Regions from separate parts of the Mus musculus genome. Here region 2 is linked to region 1. The links are chromatin contacts, called in public Hi-C maps. All regions are on one chromosome and are shown on one strand. Each heading gives the region's core, a stretch centred on a gene start, on an enhancer-like site or on the middle of the called end of the contact. The rest is flanking DNA. Distances are from core to core; before and after follow the strand shown. Region 1 has its middle 6.7 kb from the start of Gm38992. Region 2 overlaps Tshz3 (teashirt zinc finger family member 3).

Region 1 (3,935 bases), core at 95-2,594:
GTGCTTCCATTGGTCCTCGCATATCTGGCTGTCTCAGCTGCATTGTGAGCTACTTAAGAGAGAGGAGTGTCTATCCATGCTTTCCCCACTGGATGCTCAGGTCAGAGGCAGTCACAGACCGCACATGCCTTCTTTTCTTCCTTTCCTTTCTTTTCCTTTCTTTTCCTTTCTTTTCCTTTCTTTTCCTTTCTTTTCCTTTCTTTCTTTTCCTTTCTTTTCCTTTCTTTTCCTTTCTTTTCCTTTCTTTTCCTTTCTTTTCCTTTCTTTTCCTTTCTTTTCCTTTCTTTTCCTTTCTTTTCCTTTCCTTTCCTTTCCTTTCCTTTCCTTTCCTCTCCTTTCCTCTCCTCTCCTCTCCTCTCCTCTCCTCTCCTCTCCTCTCCTCTCCTCTCCTCTCCTCTCCTCTCCTCTCCTCTCCTCCCCTCCCCTCCCCTCCCCTCCCCTCCCCTCCCCTCCCCTCCCCTTTCCTTTCCTTTTACTTTTCGGCTGCATTTTCATTTTGGCATTCTTAAATCTGGCCTATTCCTTTGGGTTTTGCCAAATTCCTCTCAGTTGCTTGCCTTGTGAAAAGTGGTGCTACCCCAGTCAGGAAGGATGGGACAATTGAGAGGCATAGCTGTGCTCCCACGGTGAAGGCAACCTGGCCTGGGGCTGAAGGCTGGTGTTCTGCAGCCTCCAGCTCTCACCAACCCACGGTTTGGAATGGCTATGAAATGCTTGTCTGAAGACGCTTGTGTAAAAGGCCTGGCCCTTACTGACCATACCAAATTATTGAGAAATGATTGAACCATACAGGCTCAGACATCATCAGTGAATTCATTCATGGGTGTATTCACATCTTCATTGTGTTGTAGGAAGGTGGTTGAAATGAGGAGGTAGCGGTCTCCTTGGAGGAATTAGGTCAGCGGGGAAGTGGCCTTTGATAGGTGTCTTGCTTCAGACTTCTCAACCTCCTTCCTTTGCTTTGAGGCTCACAGCTTCCCTACCTTGTTATCCTTCTGCCACATTTCTATCTTGCAAGGAGGCTGAACACAAGAGGGTCACCCTCAAAAAACTGAACTCCATCAAAGCATGAGCCAAATAAACTTTTTATCCCAAGCCCCTTTTCCTCAGAGATTTGGTCACTGCAGTGTAAAACTAACCAACACACACTGTGAAGTCCCATTACTGGATTGCAGCCCTGTTCCTTTGGACGGCTCCTGTAAATCCTTCTTTTTCTAGTTCTTGCATGTCCCGAAGCCAAAGCGTGGCAGCCCAGGGTCAGGGCTCTGTCATACAAGCAAGCCTGCCTTCCACCCACATCACCACAGAACAGGCTTAACAAATGCTACTGTGTGTTCCTCTTGGGATTCCCCAACCGTACAGCCTGCCTTCCCTGGCACACAGGCATACAGATATGTTCCTTCCACCCATGACATTTCCTTGTTCTTCATATTTTACTCCAAGGGGCCTGCCTGATCTTCGGCCTCCTCAGATCTGCTACTGTCTGTTAACCCTTGATGTGCTGAATGTCTTCTGTCCAGTTACCACAGCCTCCATTGAAAACAAGCTCCCTATGGACAATTGTGGGTCCCATGATGCCCTGTCTTCATCAGTGCCTGGCATGGCCTTTGGTACCCAGTAGCAGCATAATGAATGCTACAGGGCGTGAGGCAAGGATACTTCGGTAAGAACACTAAGTAGGGCCAGGAGAGATGGCTCCGAGCTTAAGAGCACTGGGTGCTCTTCCCAGACCCAGGTTCCATTCTCAACCCTCATGTGAGTGTTGCTCACGACTGTCTGCAACTCCAGTTCCAGGAGATGTGGCACCCTATACCCTATTCTGATTTCTGCAGACACAGGAACAAACGGTGCATGCACATAGAAGCATGCAACACACACACACACACACACACACACACACACACACACACAACTTGTCTAAATAATCCTAAGTAGGGAATTTAAATGATGGCTCACACACACACACACACACACACACACACACACACACACACACACACACACAAAACTTGTCTAAATAATCCTAAGTAGGGAATTTAAATGATGGCTCACCGATTAAGGGCACATAAACAGTTCAAGTAGTGGTGCATGCCTTTAATCCCAGCACTTGGGAGGCAGAGGCAGGTGGACTTTTGAGTCAGCCTGGTCTACAGAGTGAGTTCTAGGATAGTCAGAGCTACACAGAGAAACCCTGTCTCAAAAAACCAAAAACAAACAAACAAACAAAAAACAGTTCAAGTTGTTTGCCAACGTGTTGCACGCATTGCAGGTTAAGCACAGTTGGGCTTAGAGTGAAAGACGATGGTATCGCATTCCGTAGTCCACAGTCACACAAATCCATGGCCCCACATTTCTTGTTAGCTGTGCATGTGTGAAGCAGAGATGGTGAGATGCGTGTTCTTACATTAGGAAAGGCCGGTGCGCCTTGAATTCGGGGTTGACCCAAGTGACCTTTGATCCTTACAGCCCTTTTCCTCCCCTGCCAACCTGAGCCACCCTGGGAAGCAGCAGGCACAGTGGGTTTCTTTGTCCTGTAGACAGGGCTGCTGAGATTGGTGTCAGTGCCACTGTAAAAATAAGTCACAAGATATGATAGGGACAGAAGGCCAGTCAGATAAGCCATGGGGGTGGGGTGGGGGTAGGGTAGATACAAGCCTAAGAAAGACTGAGAAAAACTGTAGAAGATAAGTCAGGGCACATGGCTCCTACTTGTTTGTATCATCATCATCAACATCAACATCATCATCATCATCATCATCATCAACCATAACCACCACCACCATCATCAACATTTTTTTTTACATAAAATTCCAATAGTGTTTACAAATCTGGTTTTATCACTCCGTTTTATCATTTAGAAGCTCCCCCCTACCCTGATAGTAGAATATTTGAACAATATTTTTTTTGAAATTTCATCAGTTGCTCTAATAGTGTCATTGCACCCTAACAACAGAGCCAACTGAGCATGAGCTGTAGATTAATACATAATGAAGTGGTCAGGGGCAGAAGTGTGGCCTTCCCTACTGACAAGTGGTTCTGGAGTCAGGGACGTCTAACTAGTTACCCAGCTGACATAGGACCTGGTGTCGCTTGCGTGCCTGGCCACTTATCCCACATTAGCAGAGGATGCCAATTGCATGGCCGAAGTGTTTGTGTTTGAGACAGCCTCTCAGTTTGTACCCGGGCTGACCTTGAACTTGTAATTCTCTGGCCACCAGACCTGGCATCAAGGAGAAGCTTCCTAAAGAAGATTTAGGAAATAAAAAGCAACTCTGCCTCCTCCCTTCTATAACACGAGCGGTCTGTGGTCCTGCAGGTTCTGTCTCCAGCACCCCCCTCCTCTACCTTCCCTTCACCACGGGCCTTCCCTCTGCAGTGAACTGCTCTGTATTCTAAACGTTTGAATGAACCCGGTGGCCTTGTCTGCTCTGTCTTTAACCAGAAACACAACCGCCTCATTAACCTCTGGGGGGAGGCTGGGCTTTGCCCCCCAAGGGCTGGAGGTCGGGATTTCTGGGCGTGCCTCTGGCCTCCGCTTTGTTGGTCAGCCGGAATTAATGGGAGATCAGTGTGTTGGGGCACTGCTCTCATTTGCCGGGGGAGGAGCGGCATTATTGATTTCCGTGCCACCGTCCTCTGGCTCCTTAATGCTGGAACTGCCTCTTCAGTTTGGGCTCATTCCCTGGGAGTCTGGACACACACACTCAGGGCTCACAGTGGCAGAGAGCTGTTTCCTGGTACATTTTCTTCTGCGATGCTCACTCAATTGGTGGTGGTGGTGGGGCGATAAAGAAAAAGAACCCAGAAGGGATGGCAGTACTGGCCCCCATTTGGTCACTGAGAAGTGGGAGCTGTTTCTGTAGTATCCGTGGCAGAGACTGTTGTAATTACTTTCTCTACACCTTTCGGTTTCACCACAACACTGGTTGACGGAA
Region 2 (3,602 bases), core at 31-2,530, 170 kb before region 1:
CAAAAGCTCCATCTATGAAATTATATTTTAAAACAATCACGATTAACTGCCATACCATTTAAACGGTGTGCGTATTACCAAATAAGAATAAAGAATTATCTGCAACCACAGTCACAGGAGACAGCCCTGAAGAGGCAGGCTTCAGATGTGTCAACTTTCTGTATATCCTTTCAAAACCTTTATTTCAGTTGTCACCTAAATGCAGTGGCTTCCAAACACGTCTCACCAATCTCAGCCTGAGACTGGAGGATCCACTTCTTGTAAGAACTATGTGTGTGTCTACATTTAAACTTCCAGACACCACATTTTTGGATAAGCCAGTGGCCCTGCTTTGTCATTAAATCCAAAAAGGCTCGTAGGGTTGGTGGGCCCATCTACCACAACATAAATGGGAATCTTATTAAGATGCAGACACCACACCGGACTAAAATAAAACTAAGGAAGGAAGAACAGACCCATCTTTGTCACCACTAATTGTCTAATTACTTCTTGGTTTGGTCACCTAAGCTCGGAGCAAGAAGGAAGAAACGATGGTCATTTCTCACTGCCCAGATGAAGGTACCAGGTGCCTGCTGCACCTTATGCAGGCAGAGCTTAAGTATCAAGAAACTACAATGAGCATCTTCCAGGGTGCGGGGAAGGAGGCGAGACCTGGCAACAGGCATACCCTGCAGTTTTCACACATGCACACACGCACACGTCTGCTGAATGCAGCCAGGGCTGTGGCACCTCTGATTTGGGTCTCAGGGTATGCACCAGGCTCCTAGAAACTCACACAGTATACGCAGGAAAATAGTTTTTAAACGATGCCAACGAAACGGCGACTAATGGTTGTGAACCTCTACCGAGGCTTTCGACTTTTCACTTCTGGAGGTGAATTATTTATAGCTGATCACTGCTGTTACAGGCTGGTGTCAAAACTCAGGTGCAAGCTGGCCGAGTTCTGGGTTCAGGGACACCCTGCTGCGCCATTCCCTTCCTGCCTCTCTGAGCCTTAACAGCTCCCTGGTTAAGAGAATTAATTACACGGTCCTTCAACCTGGACCCTGGGTCCAGTCAGAGGGAGATGGCAAGTCAGAAAGCAAGTATTCTTTCCCATCAAGCACAAACTACTCCTTACTCTCTCTCATAGGAGAGGAAGAAGAGCAGAGACACAACTCAGAGGAGGAAAAACAAAAAGAAAAAAAAAAGAAAAAAATTCCATTATAGCCGACTTCCCGGAGCTCCAGCCTCGGATATGAGTAATCACAGAAAATGTAACATCAGCTTTTCTTGCTTTCCTTACATGGGGTTCCTCCTTTATTTCCTTTCAAAAGGGGTCAAATTCTCCTCTGTAATTCAAAAGAGCTGCTTCTTGGTTAATAAAAGGGTGTCCTCTCTCTTTAACGGCTCTGCTTTTTCCCCCATCCCCGGGAAATTTAATATTTTGGGTCAAAAATAAAACTTGCAAGAAAAAGAGGGGGAAAAAAAAGAAAGAGAAAAGCAAAGAATAGACCTCAAGCCCCTGAGCTGCTTTGCCTTTGAGGGCTTCCAGTAAATCTCTCCCACTAGCAAGGGCAGATCTAAGCGAGCTGGAACTGCCTGCAGGAGCCTCTGGAGGCAGCATCCCCGAGCTGGGATGTGCTGCATAAGCACAGACCACTGCGGATGCCTGAACACCCAGCGCCAGCCAGTGGGTACCACTGGAAGTCAGGGGGTTCACAGCATCCAGGCCTCTCCAAGGGTCTGCACTGGCCACAGCACAACCTCCTGGTTGCTCTCCAATTCCCTCGTACCCTCTCTATGACCTAACCTAGCAAAGGGGGGGGGGGATGGGTAGGGGGAAAAAAACGTGGGTGTTATGATGCTGTGTGGTCTACACATCCCTCTGGACTGCAGACATGAATGAGCTTTTTACAGGAGGCAAAAGGCCACTTGAAATTGAAAAAAAAAAAATTCCCTACTCTTCTAGGTCCTAAAGCATCCTGAGCAGGGAATCTGGCCCGAGACACATCGAGGGATGATCAGGGATGGAGCCTTCACGGTAGCTCCTTTTGGCAGGAACAGAGTCATCTGGAGAAGGTTGCCTGGCAAGAACACACACAAAAAAGAAGAGCCCAACTACCATGCTGGCTGTGCTGAGGGGGTAATGAGGAGTGCAGGCCTTTGCTAGAGATGGGCTGTGTCTGTTCTCTGACCACTGAAAGGGGAGGAGATGACCTGGACTGGGACTTTACAAATGTCTCTGCAGCCAGAGAAGGTGGCCCAGGCCTGTCATCCAAGCACTCTAAGGCCGAGGCAGGAGGATTGAGAGCAAGAGCCCTAACCTGAATTTTGGGCTAGTCAGGTGATACCTGATCTCCCAAAGAAATAAACAAATAAAATGAAGGAGACATATCTGCTATGAACCGGAGGTTCCACCTCAGTCTTGGAACTCTTGCCTGGTATGCATAAGGCCCTGGGTTCAAGCCCCAGCACTACAAAGAAAAGAAAATATGTGTAAAAACCTCGTCCACGGTGAAGCATAAATTATTGTTGTTTCACTGATGAATTTAAAAGGGGCATTCAGTTACTTTCATTGCTTAAACTATTAAAATAACTTATTTACTAGGTCTATCACTGATATTTCATATATGCTGTAGTGATTTTTTTAATTAATTAGTATTCACACAATCACGGAAATAATCGTAGGGATAATAGCGTCTGGTGAATGTGACTAAGGTGTCTCCAGAAGTCCCACAACTAAAATCTTCTGGACTGATTGCACGCCACCAGAATAGAGGGAACCCAAGCCTTTCCATGGAGGCACAGGTCCTCTGAAAATGTCATGGAGGAAGCAAACCACATGGAGCTGCAGGGAAGCAGGCCAGCGACCGCATCACCCGTCTCGCTGTGGTCAGAAGCTCCGAGCCCTTCTATCTGCCATTGCCACCTACAGTGGTCAGAGCTGCCCCATCAAGCCGGGAAGCGACAGTCTGTTGATTTTAGTAGACCATCCATTTTCTTTTTGGGTTTTGTTTCCATGTGAGAATACGCAGTACCTTTCCGAAGAAGTGTAGCTGTTTCTAAGATCTGAGCGTTCATGTCCTTCCCCAAGACTGTGTCCCTGGATACTAGAGCTACCACCTCCCCAGGGCAGGGGCAATCGCAAAGAAGGATGATGGAGTTCCTGAAGAAAATATGGCCTGGGCAATGAATTTCCTTCTTCACACTCTCCCACTGCCCCAGTGTGTCTCCAGAAGAAAAAAAAATGGCATTACCATTTACCACAATGTGCAGTCTCTCTGCTTGACGGCAAAGTCACCCTCCCCTGCCAAGACCCTGCGTCACATTACATTCGAAGTACAAGATGACCCTCTTCTTCAGCTGTCACTGAGTCCTGTGCCTCCTGACAACACAAGCATTATAAATTTTATTATTACATCTGGAATTTCATGATATGCTTAACAACTGAATTGAGAGACTCAGCCCAGAATACTGCCCTCCTACCAAGATCCACAGAAGCTGCTAAGGGCTCCTGGGGAGTATAAAGAGTTAACACCCCCATTCTCTACTATACATGGCAGAGGGAACCACCAGGCCAGCTCTGAGAGCCAATCAAACACAATGGTCAGACACTAAAT

The links. Hi-C and Micro-C count contacts between places; a contact is called where the count stands out from the background.
Region 2: a contact with region 1 is called in a Hi-C map of muscle stem cells, with 2.3 times the contacts expected there. The contact joins two enhancer-like sites. A contact is called at or near these places in 4 of 484 Hi-C or Micro-C datasets (embryonic stem cells, muscle stem cells and nephron progenitors) and 1 of 115 datasets of contacts at active chromatin or transcription factors (embryonic forebrain).

What each region holds. Positions count from the first base shown.
Region 1 is chr7:36,547,765-36,551,699 of GRCm38.p6, reverse strand. No RefSeq gene overlaps it. Among named protein-coding and RNA genes, the nearest start is that of Gm38992, 6.7 kb to the right of the region's middle. Within about 2 kb of position 1,344, at least 3 of the 459 cell types and tissues checked have an H3K27ac peak or open chromatin away from gene starts, as enhancers often do. A contact at or near this core is called in muscle stem cells, where this site is marked.
Region 2 is chr7:36,715,424-36,719,025 of GRCm38.p6, reverse strand. All of the region lies in intron 1 of Tshz3 (teashirt zinc finger family member 3), which reads right to left. Among named protein-coding and RNA genes, the nearest start is that of Gm36722, 19 kb to the right of the region's middle. Within about 2 kb of position 1,280, at least 33 of the 459 cell types and tissues checked have an H3K27ac peak or open chromatin away from gene starts, as enhancers often do. A contact at or near this core is called in muscle stem cells, where this site is marked.